Regions from separate parts of the Sus scrofa genome. Here region 1 is linked to region 2. A link is a contact called in public Hi-C data. All regions are on one chromosome and are shown on one strand. Each heading gives the region's core, a stretch centred on a gene start, on an enhancer-like site or on the middle of the called end of the contact. The rest is flanking DNA. Distances are from core to core; before and after follow the strand shown. Region 1 overlaps NCKAP5 (nck-associated protein 5). Region 2 overlaps NCKAP5 (nck-associated protein 5).

Region 1 (7,322 bases), core at 4,557-7,056, 120 kb after region 2:
GAGAGGTGGTGGGAAGGAATAGACTGAGTTTGAGATTGGCATATGCACACTTTGGTATGTGGAATGACTGGCCATCAGGGACATGCTCTATGGTACAGGGAACTCTACCCAATATTCTGTGATGGCCTATGTGGGAAAAAAAGTCTGAATGAGAATAGATGTGTGTACTCATATCACTGAATCACTTCATTATATAGCAGAAATGATCACAACATTGTAAATCAACTGTACTTCAGTAAAACTTTTAAAAAAGAAAAGAAAAACAAATCCAAACAGATAATCAACACAAGGGGGGAAGGGTTGAAAGTGTGTGCAGATATCTGTCCATGATGAAAATGGAAAGAACATGGCAGGGCCCCACCTGGGGGACAGCAATGTTGAGGGGGAGTTGTTAAAACAGGGATTCAAACCCAGAGGAAACAATTCAAAGCTAATATGAGAACTGAAACTTGAAGGAAAAAAGGGGGTTTGAGTCCTTACACTTGAAGGATGACTCGGTCAAGATGATCTGACAGTGACAAGAGCACCTTCCAAATAGACTCTTTCCCATCAATTTCCTTCTACTTTTGTGCCCCATCCTACCTAGTTCAGTCATATCACTTGGGTTTTATTGTTAAGTAACAAATGGGCCTAAATCTGAAATTTTTTATGCATGTGCCAAAAAACAAAAAAATTCAAATCCTCAAAGCGGAAATGAAACCACACAGAACCCACTCCTTCTGTATTACCAGAAAACAGAAGCCTAAAACTTCTCATTTTTGTACATAGAAAAATAAGCACTATGCTGGCAAGCTTGTGTGTCCCCAGGGAGGGTGGCAGCAGAGAGTAAAGGAAAGCATGCCCAGAATGAGAAGGTTTAACACCACACTAGGAGCTCAACTCTGACTACAGGTGGAGGCGCAGTTCCCAGTACTGGCTATAGGGCAGGTCTTGAAAGTGTCCAGGACCTAAGGTGACCACCTCAGCGAGATGCTGATTCTGGCAAGAAGGAAGCAAAGGGGAAAGGAGAGGTACCATTTGGAGGCATGATTGCCAGGCGAAAGAGAAGAGGGAAAAGTTCAAGATGCTGTGGAAATAAAAGAGAAGTAGAAGACCAACCTCCCCGATCATCATTCAGTAAAGGGACTAAAACAAAGGGATACAGGGCAAGGGCAGGAAAAATAGTACATGAAAGTGATCAATTCTGCTAATATAGAAGGGTGCAACTAGGGAATTGGTTGGAAAAAGGAATGGGGACAATTGATTGTTGCCTAGGTACTGGGAGGGGGGTAAGGTGCAGGACTGTAACTACATGGTCACAACAAAGGGCATAAGGAAGACTGTGAGAAGACCTGCGGAAGGTGGGTGGGGTAGCCTCGATGGTGTAGGAGAGGAAGTGACTCCTCACTCATTTTAATATAGTTTTGACTTTTGGAGTTGTGTGAATGTTTTCCATATTCAAAAAGGAATCAGTAGCACAATGGGATCAGCAGCATCTCTGGAGCACTGGGACATGGATTCAGTTGTGGGTTTGATGCACGGTGGGTTAGGGATCCAGTGGCAACTGTGGTTCCCTGGTCCAGGAACTCCATGTGCTGCTGGATGGCCAAAAAAGAAAAAATTAAAAAAAAAAAAAAGGAAAAAGGAAACCAATGAAAAGAGGAGAAATTAAATTTGAATCCTATCAGAAACAAATGAACAGAATTTCAAATACAAATACATAACATAACATGCTAAAGTGTGAGGGGTTGGGAAGAGCCAGTCTAGTATCTTTTGAACATAGTATTTTTACAGTATACCTGCATTCTAAATGAAAAACAATGTGTGAATTCTTCTTAGTGCTGTTTTTTGTCATGTGGCAACATTGTGTGCACAGTAGGATTGAAGAAATGAGTAAATATGATGCCAGAAATCCATACTCTCCTTATAGGAAAAGGAAGATACAAATATGAAAAGATGACAGCAGGGAGCAAATTGTGTGTGTGTGTGTGTGTGTCTGTCTGTCTGTCTGTCTGTCTGTCTGTCTGTGTGTGTCTGTGTGTGTGTGTGAATGAGAACTTCTTCCTACCACTGAAAGGGACTAGAAGCATTGATTTCTCAGTAGTAATTGGCACGTGTTAATACCCAGATCTTAGTTTCCAAATATCCTCCCCAGCTAAAATGAAGGAAGATTCCATGCAAGAGATGACTGATTTCAGGATTGAGGCAATAAACAAGCATAATGGACATGGAACGTTTTCTGTCCCAAACAAGAAAGAGCATTTTTTTAAATTTATTTTTTATTGTTATTTCCCCCAACGCACTTCTTTTTTTCCACTGTACAGCATGGGAACCCAGTTACACATGCATGTATACATAATATTTTCCTCCGTTGTGCTGTGTTGTATCTAGACACAGTTCTCAATGCTACACAGCAGAATTGCACTGTAAATCCATTCCATGAGCAATAGTTGCATCCGTTGACCCCAAGCTCCCAATCCCTCCCACTCCCTCCCCCTCACCCCGGGCAACCACAAGTCTATTCTCCAAGTCCGTGGTTTTCTTTTCTATGGAAAGGTTCATTTGGGCTGTATATTAGATACCAGATATGAGTGATATCATATGGTATTTGTCTTTGAAAGAGCATGTTTTTAAATGCAGAAAATATGTCAAAGGTCACACCTTAAGGGATTGCACCTTCCCCAAGGGGAGAAAATATGAGTATCAAAATAAATATTGGCAGCAATGACTGATCACCCAATGAATAATAAAAGAATCCATGTATCTATACTGATAAATAAGTGGGAAATATACTTCCTTATTGATATCATGCAGACTTGTAAATGTAGGTAGAAAAATGGTAGAAATCACCATTTTCAACCAAAGTAATTATTGATTCAGGCAAGGCTCTTGATAATCACTAAAATAAGTAGATGTGAAGTTCAATGAGGCACAGGAGATTTTCTTTACAGTGGAGGGATTTGCAAAGCCTACCTTAACTGAGTGATCAGAGTTAACATGTCCAGTATGGGACACATGGACATCATACCATTGTCATGTGATGCACAGAGAAGGACCCAACATCATTTCTGTGCTGTTACTGCCAAGTGTGCAGGATGAAACTTGAAAGAAACCCAAATTAAAGGATATTTCACAGGACTCTGAAGAGCAGGAAAGCAGTACTTTTTTAAATCGAGGGGGGAGTTCCCTTATGGCTCATTGGGTTAAGGATCTGTCATTATCACTGCCACAGCTTGAGTTGCTGCTGTGGCGCAGGTTCAATTCCAGGGCCAGGAACTTCCATATGTCTTGGCGGGTGTGGCCAAAAGAAGAAAAAGTGGGGGAGGGTAGAGGGACTCTTAAGTATAGTTCACTTTGTAAATTTCTCATTATAGTCTCATATTTAAAAGTAATTGATGAACCAGGAAAACAATATGTTTAGTTTGCATTGGGGATTATGTGTTTTTGAATTTACCTGAGACTCTCTTCCCTAACCAAAAACAATTCCAGGTTATGAATCTGTGACAGGTCTGAATGAAGTGGATTAAGGCATTACATTTTCATAGAATGAACTAAACATTGTAATCTTTTTACCGAACACTTTCACATCAGGCCATGATTTGATTTTCTACCTGTTCAGAATATCAAATTTTTGCATTTCTTTAAATGATACTGTCTTTTGGTGAACAGGTTGATAAGACAGAAGTCATCCCTGAGAGATTTATAATAGTCCTCAGAGCAAATTCATCAAAGATTCTTCTACAAGATGGTTTTGGATCCTAAGGAGATCTATTTAGTAACTGTATTGAAGAAGTTGTCATATAACACAACATTTCATTGATTTATGTGTGTTATTTTTGTATCTTTACTGCAGGCAGAGAATTCAGCGTTGGCTTTGGAAAATGAAAATCAAAGGGAACAGTATGAGAGGTGTCTTGATGAGGTAAGGGGAGTGGAGAGGTTCTGCCTTAGAGGCTGGACTCTTTAGGAGTGCCTTAGTCTGATCTTAATATATGTCTGTTACAAGTTCCAGAGAACACTGGCATTTTCTCCTCCAAAGGAAGGTTGTAAACAGGGGATACTGAGGAGGAAGATCAGTCACTCTCCTCCTCCTCCCTCTTTACATTCTTAGACAGCATCTGCAAATTCCTTTTGCTTATTGTTTAATATTCATGGGGCACAGATTGGGCCATGCTTCACTGTATGATAAATTCCTTCTGTCCAGCCAGTGTGATCTCAGCCTGGGAGTGAGAAAAGCTGCCCTGGGGCATGCTGCATCTCCCATTGGATACCATTTCTGAAAAAGCAAATCCTTGAAAGAGTGGGCGGGAACGAAGTTCACAGTTGGCAGACAGAGGGGTAAAAAAAATCAGTAGATTTCAAAGCCAAGAAGAGAGAGGGAGGTGAGGAAGAAAATGTGAGCAGGATGGAAGGAAACAGGGCCATGTGCTTGAGTCAACTGGAGAAGTATTATTTGATAAGAATGAAGAGATGAAGGCAGAGATGGTGGGTATCTGAGAGGCAAGGGGAAAATTGAAGTGTGTGCAGTGCCTTCCCACACTGTCAGGGGGACCATCCATCCTTTACTGTATCATCCAGCCAGGACTGGCCATTAGCCTCCCCAACCCTCATCTGGGACTTGATTGGTGGTTAAAGTTATTCATTTAATGGGATGACTTTTTTTTTTTTTTTTTTTTTGCTTTTTAGGGCCACAGCTGCAGCATATGGAAATTCCCAGGCTAGGGGTCAAATTGGAGCTGCAGCTGCCAGCCTACACCACAGCCATAACAACATGGGATCCAAGCCTTGACTGCAACCTATCACACGGCAACACTGGATTCTTAACCCACTTAGTGAGGCTAGGGATCAAATCTGAGTTCTCATGGATACTAGTTGGGTTCTTACCCCCAAGCCACAATGGGAACTCCTAATGGAATGACTTTTCTAATCATTTGTCCAATATCCTAAAGCTTACATATATTCTTGTAGGAGATTCAGTTTGAGAGTGGTTCTAATACAGTCAACAAAGATTTTAAGAAACTAAGCAAAACTACATTTCATGGAATTTCACTACCTTATCAGTAGAAAGTAGCAATATTTCTTCAGTCTTTTCCTCCTGGATAACAGTTGCGGAAACCTTTTCCAGTAAGCGCCCTTACCCCTTCCCTCCCCCTGATAACCCCTCTGCCAGACTGTCCTAGAAGGCGACGGGTTAAAGGACACAGGCTCAGATCTGAGTTATGGTATCATCACCTCCAGTGTATATACTTCTCTCCTCCTTTGTAACTAGAAGTGGTGTCTCTCCTCAGATTTCCACATGGGCTTGATTTTCCTACACCTGCGCTTCTGGAAATGTGCTCCCCAGACTAGCAGTATCCGCCTCATCTGGGAACTTGTTAGAAATGCACATTCTTAGGCCCCGCCCCCAGCCATAGAGAACCGGACACTCTGCAGGTGGAAGTGGGCCTGGCTATCTGTATGTCAGCAAGCTCTCTGGGTGATGCTGTCGAACCCTACAGTGTGAGAGCTTTATCCTTACAACACGGACCACTTTGCATCACAGGTATTTGTTGAAGAGCCCTCAAAAAGTCCCCAGAAAAATCATTAAGCTATTTGATATTTTAATTGTTTACTATTTCCAGCCATGTCGATTAGTCACTTGAGCAAAAGGGTGTTTGCAGTCCTCAGCCTGTCAGGACTTAAAGGAACTCAGAATAATTTTTATAATGTCAAAAGTTAAAAGAATCGCAAAAGTAAGTTGTCATAAAAGGGTGAGTGATGACTCAGGGTCTAGTGGAGCCAGTTCAGCTCCTCTCACCCCTGTTCCCCAGGCTCTTGGTCCGATCAAAGTTTAGGGCAGGAAAGACCAAATAGATCCAAGGATATTTAAAGCAACAAATACTGCCCTCAGTTCATGTGTATTGACCAGCAAAGTTTCACTTTAACCTCCTGCACAGAGATTTTCAGTGAGACTTCTTTCATACTCAGAAGTCAAAATATGAGAATCACATCACAGAATTTTCTTATTTGTCACAATTTCCCCACAAGTCACCCCTCCCCATTAGTCGAAAATCCCTAGGGTTTCTATGGAAACTCACAGTTTGTTTTCCGTATGTCCCTTAGGCTCGCATCCTGAAGATTTCGTCAGAATGTGCCCGTCAAAACCTAAGTTTTCACCTACAAAATCATTTAGTGTAAAGTTTCCACTGAAGACAGAATTTTCAGAGGGAGAATCCCTCTGTTCTTAATTGCAAAAATTAACTGTTGCCAAGGAAGTGATTTGCAACAAAGAACCATCTCTGAGCAGTACAAATGTTTTGTATTCATGAATCCTGGCCCCTGATTACACATGCCAGTTGTTGTGTAACTAATTGCATGAGGGTAGACAATCCATTTCCATGCCTTGTAAGAGAACACTCTCAAAGGGGTAGTTGAATGTAGTAATAATGCCAAATGGAAATTCTTTTCAAAGCTTTTTATACTAATTAGACAAACTAACAAGGTACGGCCTCATGTAAGTTATTTCCTTGCTAGTGGGTTTTATAAAATATGCACAGGTAGATAAAATGTAAATTTAAAGTGTTCTTCAACTCCTTTTGCACTGCTTATTTTTTGCTTGGAAATGGAGACTATATGGAGGATTTGGGGAAAGACTTCGGCGTTAGAGATTCAAGTTTCTGTGTGTGTTTATTTAGAAGAAACAGATGCACATCCCTAGACACACACACACACACACAAATGCAGGCACACACTTTGCCATTTCACCACTACCTCTACTGCTACCCAACTCCTCCTCTCCTCTCTTTGCAGTGCAAAAGCAAAGCCAAGGACCAATCTTGATTTTGTTTGGGGGATTGAAAGTTTTCATGTTTGAATCTAACTCTTTGTCCAGCTGTTTGAGAGTTTGCTTGCAAGCAGTGAAGTGCTATTTAATTCTCAGCATCGCCATGGCCAGTTCCTTTAAGACAACTTATTCCCGTGTGAGAAGCATAATGACACATTAAAATCAGTAAAATAGGAGTTCCTATTGTGGCTCAGTGGGTTAAGAACCCAACATAGTGTCTGTGAGGATGCAGGTTCGATCCCCAGCCTTGCTCAGTGGGTTAAGGATGTGTTGCCACAAGCCGTGGAGTAGGTCTCATATGCAGCTCAGATCCAGTATTGCCATGGCTTTGGTGGAGGCTGACAGCTGCAGCTCCAATTCGACCTCTGGCCTGGTAACTTCCATATGCTGCAAGTGGGGCCATAGAAATAAAATTAAATTAAAATAAAATAAAATCATGAAAATAACATCTCCTCAAGCCACTGCCTTGCTTTTAGATGGATTTCGTGTGTCCTCCAAACCTTTATTGTGTGTCAACCTC
Region 2 (6,632 bases), core at 2,106-4,605:
CCATAGTGGGTAGAATAAGGTTCAATGGAAATGTGCTTCCCTAAGACAAGATTTCTGCCTCCAGTCGAAAAATAGTACATGATAATGTACATAATACACGTTGTCTTCAAAAAATGGTTGCTATTTTTATTAAACATATAGCCTTATCTATCTGCTTTTCTGTTCTTTCTCTCCATATAGCCAAATGCTTCCTCTTAACCCATTTCACTCTAGCCTACTCTAGTGGCTAGAAACACAGAAACTGCTAAAATCCTACAGGTTCAGAATTGGAGAAAATGATGAAACTATGAGATATGTGAACATTTCAGGGAGGCTAAACCCAAGGTCAGGACCCCTGACAGGACTGGCCTTTTTGATGGTATCTTCTCCCATCATGTCATCTTATTCCCCAAACCCAGTCTACCAATATTCTCTCACTTAGATGTGTTTATCTGAAATTCCATCCATTAAAGCATCACTCTATGTAGTAAATACAGAATCCAGATAAATACATAAGGCAAGATCATTCACAGGTTAGTGTCAACCAGTTAAATCTGCAGACTTTGCTCAACAAATTCATTTCAGAAAAATGGAATTTAGGACTGTGGATTTGGAAGGGACAGAGACAGGAAAATAATTTTCCTAAAATAATTTCAGTTCTTATAATCCTCTATGTTTATTGAGTCTTGCTGAGACTTCACTTTGGACAGGGGTGCCAGGGGTATGAGGTATTAGGAAGAAGCATAGGGATACAGAAGGAAAGAGAAAGCCAGCCAAAGCAAATTAGAAATTGCAACTATAATTTCTGTGGTTTGTCAAGCACCATATGCATATACAAAAGGAGATAGAAGCCTCTTTGTCCTTCTTTCCTCATACCCTCAGGACCCAGACCTCAGGCTGGTACTGTCCTAAGAAAACTGGTGAGGGCCTGGTATGCTACACTAGTGCCATTTACTTCATGACCTCTGGGAAGTGCACCAGGTGTCAAGCTAATAGTTTCAAAGGGAATTCCTATTGTAGCTCAGTGGGTTAAGGACCTAATGTTATCTCCATAAGGATGCAGGTTCAATTGTTAGCCCTGCTTAGTGGGTTAAGGTTTCAGCATTACTGCAATCCGCAGTGTAGTTTGCAGATGTGGCACAGATCCAGTGTTGCCATAGATGTGGTTAGGCTGGTAGCTGCAGCTCTGATTTGACCTCTAGCCCAAGGACTTTCATGCACTGCAGGCGCAGCCATAAAAAGAAAAAAAAGTTCAAAGAAACTTTTGGAGCAAGCCCATTTTGGGGTCTTATGACAGCTTATATTCTTCCCCTATCTGTTTAAATGAATAGCCAGATAGCTATAGTAATTCATGATGATTCAGTTGTTTTGTAAATTGATCAAAATATGTTTTTCCAAATGTGTTGTTTAGTAGATTTGCCACCACACCCCAATAAATTGTGTCTACACTAAGTTAATAAAGTAGCACAGGGAATTCATTTCACCCCATTAAAGCCAAGCCTATACCTTAGTCTGAATTAGTAAGCTTCCACTGTAATTATAAGTGATGATCTGAACGCAGTTCTTTTGCAAGTGTTCTCCTACAAACTTTCAAAATTTCATTTATAAAACAACTTGTAAATATATCCTTAAGATATGAATTAGGCTGTATATCTCTGGATTCATCATGTTTAATTTTTCTAATCCAACTATTATTGGACTTTTTCTTCTCTATGCATTTTTATTACCTCTTCTCTCCTGAGCATTTGAACTTTACCATTGGAGGATCAGTAGCAAAGATTGCCACAATAATAATTAATATGTACAACTGACACTTTCACAACACCATCTCATTTGATCCTCATATGAACCTTTCCAAATAGGAAGGGCAGAAAGTACAACCTCACTTTACAGATGAAGAATCTGAGTTCCACAGAGGCAGCTGACTTTATGAGTGTCATACAGTGTCAGGGCACAGTGGACATGGTCTTTTGATTCCAAGTCCTATAGTCGTGCAGGGGTAGTATTAATTATATTCTGCCGTAGTAGTTCTCATATTTGGATATGCCTTAGACTCATCTGGAGAATTTTAAAAATTTGTGATGTCCTAGTTCCATCTGGGGGATTCTGACTTCATTGATCTAGGGTATGGACTGGGCATGAGAATTTTTTCAATCTCTGCTGATCAATTCTAACATGCAGTCTGGGTTGCAAACCACTGCACTACAAAGCTTTGGATTCAGCTGTTATGTTTTTCCTTTTGTGCTCATCATGGTAACAGTTCTTCCAGCCAAAGTCTTGTTTTCAGTAGCCTACCACCATCTTTCCCTCAAAGTAGCCATTCTGCTGCCTCATGTTCAGGAAACACATTGAGCTTCTGGGGAAGGTCGGAGTTGAGTTGGCCCTTGAAAGACATTAAAATTCAGATAAATGGAAATGTCCTTTTGTTCTTTAGGTACTCTATGCATACCCGCATAAACAGAAGATTATAGGGTATTCTGGTGGGGTACAACAGAGGATTATAGGTGTTCTGGTGAGGTGCAGGAGAGGATTATGGGTATTCTGGTGAGATGCAGCAGAGGATTATGGGAAGTCTGATTAGGTGTAGCAGAGGATTATGGGTAAGCTTTGAGTTTTTAGAGACCTGCAGTTTGGGTTCAGATCCTGACTGAGTCAATCACAAGCCACCTAATATTTGAGGATTTACTAAGTCTCTCAGAGCCCTGGAGACCTTGCTCCCAGCCATATTCAGTCCATGGGTTGGTAGTGAGCACATTGATGAGGAGGCAATGGGGGATCAGAAGGCTGGTCAAGACTTTGGGAGACCATGAGGACATGGAGAGGTGGGCAGGTCAGTGAGTTGCTCAGGAAAATGATTAGAGCACAGGGTGGAACATGTTCAGAGACCACAGACTAGATGGAATGAGAACTAGTGGACATGTCTGAGCAGACAGAAGTACTGATGAAAACCCTGCTGAAAGGAAGGTGTTGCTGGAAATGGAAAATTATTTCACTTGCAAAATTTGGAAGGACCCATGGACACAAAGAAAAAAAAGACGCAATTCTAAACTCACCCTAATTAGTGTTGTCTGTTAAGTGAGCTTGAGTCCTATTTTCCCTTTTTAAAGTTTTAAGGATTAGCAAGTTTCAAGAGAGTTACCAAACTAAGACTTTGTCTTTGACATAATGCAAGGCAGGGCCTTGAAGGACAATGAAAACTTGACAGAGAATATGGGGAGCCAGGTCCCAGGACTGATCCTCACAGTGAATTCCTCAAACCCCTCTTAGCCCCAAAGTTAAAGCCTTCCACTTGGAGCTGAGTTTCCATACTTGTCTGAACCATAATTAGTTCTGACTCTTTTGCCAACATCTGGGATCATTCTTGTTACACAAAGCCAACTGTGCTTGATGGACTTTGAGAAAACTGGCAGCATCCCTACTGTGTAGCAAGAGTTACAGCCAGTTTACTTCAGGGCTAAGGTTTTTAGTGATTTTTAGCAAAAGTAAATAAAGGAATCATCTTGTATCTTAGAAATCAGGGCTTCTTGGAAGAGGTTGGGTCACCTTGTATTTTATCAAGATAGCCAAGAGTGTAGGTCATGGCTACCAGCTGTTTTTTATTTTTGTTTTGTTTTGTTTTTTTGGCTCCCCCTTTTCCTTCCCCCACTTCCCCATGTGGAAGTTCTCAGATCAGGGGTAAAATCCGAGTCAGAGCTGCAACCTATGGCTGTAGCAACACTAGATCTTAACCCAATGAGCCAGGCCAGGGATTGAACAAGCACAACCACAGAGACAAGCCGGATGATTAACCCACTGCACCATAGCAGGAAGAGCTACCAGCAGTTTGTTGTGATATTGCTGTCTTCTAGGTAGCCAGCCCCAATTATCCATGTTGTTCTGAGGAAGGAGTTGCAGTGTGACACTTTAAGGTCAAATGCTATGTGCTGATTAATAAGATAGCTAGCAAGTCTCAGGTGCTCAGAAGGAGGAGAATTAGCTCCAATACCCAGCCACCTCATTTTGCACATGAGGAAACAATGTCACAGATAACCAAGGGGCTTTACCAAGGCTGGGCTGCCCTTGAGTGGCATACCTGGGACAAGAAATCAGCTCAGTTGCCTCCCTCCCAGTGGCAACAGAAAGTTCCTGAACACTGAGATGACCCTGGATGGGACCTAGAAAACTCTTTGTTGGGTTAAGGTGGCAGACGTCTGGGAGAGCCTTTTGTCTCAGGAACAACTTGGGTAGTTCATTCATTCTTTAAATGTACAGAGATTTTGCTTGAAGAAAATAAGTTTTTGATGTGCAGTTATTATTGCTTCTCATATATATGTATATATTCTGACTTTTCATATATGAGTGAGTGTGTGTATGTGTGTATGTATTTGACCTTCCTAATTGTCTCTTAAGATCATGCTTATTTCTTGCTACTTTATCTGAATTTCCTTCCTTCTCTTACCCAGATGAATCATCTGGCAGGGTTATAGGTGTCTTCACCAACTAGCTCTTTGTCTGTATACACCCACTGTGGCTATGAAAGGCTTGTCAGGATGTACATCCCACTCAATGCCAAAGAAGCACCTCAAGTGATAGCTTTCTGCTGCGTTCAGGGGTTAGGGATAAAAATAAGAGTTTTAATGTCAAAAAAACACACCAGGACAATATTGCTGGGAAATTTCTTCTGTCAAATCCTCAAACAGTTGGGCCCTCTGCTGTGCATTGAGTTTTGCCTGACTAGAGAAAATGGGTATTATGTAAATTGTACTAGAAAAAAGATGTAATATTCTTGCTTTATCCTTAAGTTCCATTTAGGTGCAAATAAGCAAAGCTTCTCTCTGTTCTAACATGAGCCCCCAAGAGAATTAGCTAGATAATCCATCTCTGACTTTCAAAAGTACAACTAATGCACTTCATTAGAGCTTTTCTTTTAGGTAACTCAGGAAGGAGGAAGGTGGGAGGAATTGAGTATCTTGATTAGGAGTGTGTCTGTGAGTCTCCAGAAATTCCCAGGGCATTTTAGGATAGACCCTTCATTATAATGGCTTAAAAGTTGATGGATTTCTGTGTGAGATGCATGTGGTAGGAGTGTCCCTTAAAGAATAAACACTCAAAATCTCATTTTTTTGGCGTGGAAATCAGTGTAACAGTGCTTTTACCTTTCATGTAAAGAGCCTATCAGTCCGTTGCTTTGTTTCTGATAGCAAAATACTTGCCTAAAAATGGTTTTCTGTGAAAGTACTTAAGAAAATTTAAGTAGCTCAGCATTGAGCTTGAGCACAGTGTCATCAGAGCTAAATCAAGGTGATGTCATCCCTCATTTAGCATCGTTATAACTACCAGCATTGGGCACTACTGAGTGCCTTCTGTGTTGTGCAAGCATGTGGTAATGGATGTGATATATAAAGCATTCTGGCCCCTGAAAGTCTTACAGTATAACTGGGACTTAGTAAACTGCATATAATGTCTGTTTACTGAATTTGGAATAATAGTTTGCTTCTCCATATGATTATTATTATTATTATTATTACTACTATTACTACTACATTTGAACACTTAATTCTTTCATAGCAGAGATTTCCCAATTCAACTCAGTTTAACAAACTCAAAAGATACTTAAATATTTTTCTGCCAGCAGTCATTAAAAATAAAAACCATATAAGATATTGACCATATTTCCTGAAACAGAAATTTGGATACATTGGTCATCTGACAGTGTATATTTATGGGGACAGTGAGATAGAAAGTTTTAAGTTGCTAAAATTTTGGTTAAAATTCTGTCCAGGAATCTCAGACATACAGCTATCGTAGACATACTTAAAGACATCAGTGGATGTTTCCACTATGGAACAACAGGATCTGTGGCATCTCTGAAGTGCCAGGGTACAGGTTTGATTCCAAGCCCTGGAGCAGTGGGTAGATTAAAGGATCTGGCATTGCCGTAGCTACAGCATAGGTTACAGGTGTGGCTCAGATCTGATCTTAGGCCTGGGGACTCCATGCACTACAAGGTGGCCAAAAAAAAAAAAAACCAAACAAAAAAAAAGACATCAGTGACACAGGTACCCATCCACCACTAGGGAATTCAGTGACCGAAGTATCTGTTTATTTTGGGATGGACTTTGCTTAACCCACAGCTTCCTTCTAGAGGCTGTCTCCCTCCACCCCATCGCATGAATTCTTTGATTAAATGAGAATGATAGATAGAATGGAGAGAAGAAGTCAAAGAGGAAAAGACTGAATTTGAATGCAAATTTTAATGTTAACTTATAAATAATTTTTAATGATGTCTAAGCATTTAAGTATAACCACTAACCATTGAAATTCCCCATCCAGATAACATAGGCTTACTATTTTTGTTTTTATTCACTCAGACACTCAGACAACTATCTATAGGCTCCAAGGACATAATTTCTGTTGTTAATTTTTTTAGACCTCCAGCCACCTGGAGCATACCTTTAATGAAAACGACAGCTTACTTTTCTACAACATCCTATTCCACAGTAGTTTCCCCATAAAGTGTCTTTGGAATTGAACTCTCTTTTAAAGAAAATAAATGTTGCTGATAGATAGAACAGGCAATAAAAGCATCATCTGAAAATTTATTAATGTACCTTCACGGAGCCATTTCAATATGGGAGCTAGTCGGCAATATTGAGGAGTGTTTTGCGGGAAGA

What was found. A called contact is a pair of places that touch in the nucleus more often than the background predicts.
Region 1: a Hi-C map of liver shows a contact between it and region 2, with 4 times the contacts expected there. The contact joins two enhancer-like sites. A contact is called at or near these places in 3 of 47 Hi-C or Micro-C datasets (liver and skeletal muscle).

Annotation. Positions count from the first base shown.
Region 1 is chr15:19,282,870-19,290,191 of Sscrofa11.1, forward strand. It overlaps NCKAP5 (nck-associated protein 5), which reads left to right. Exons shown (of 21, transcript XM_021075797.1): 8 at 3,833-3,901. Among named protein-coding and RNA genes, the nearest start is that of LYPD1, 240 kb to the right of the region's middle. Within about 2 kb of position 5,807, at least 4 of the 83 cell types and tissues checked have an H3K27ac peak or open chromatin away from gene starts, as enhancers often do. A contact at or near this core is called in liver, where this site is marked.
Region 2 is chr15:19,163,421-19,170,052 of Sscrofa11.1, forward strand. The region is part of intron 6 of NCKAP5 (nck-associated protein 5); the gene reads left to right. Among named protein-coding and RNA genes, the nearest start is that of LYPD1, 360 kb to the right of the region's middle. Within about 2 kb of position 3,356, at least 1 of the 83 cell types and tissues checked has an H3K27ac peak or open chromatin away from gene starts, as enhancers often do. A contact at or near this core is called in liver, where this site is marked.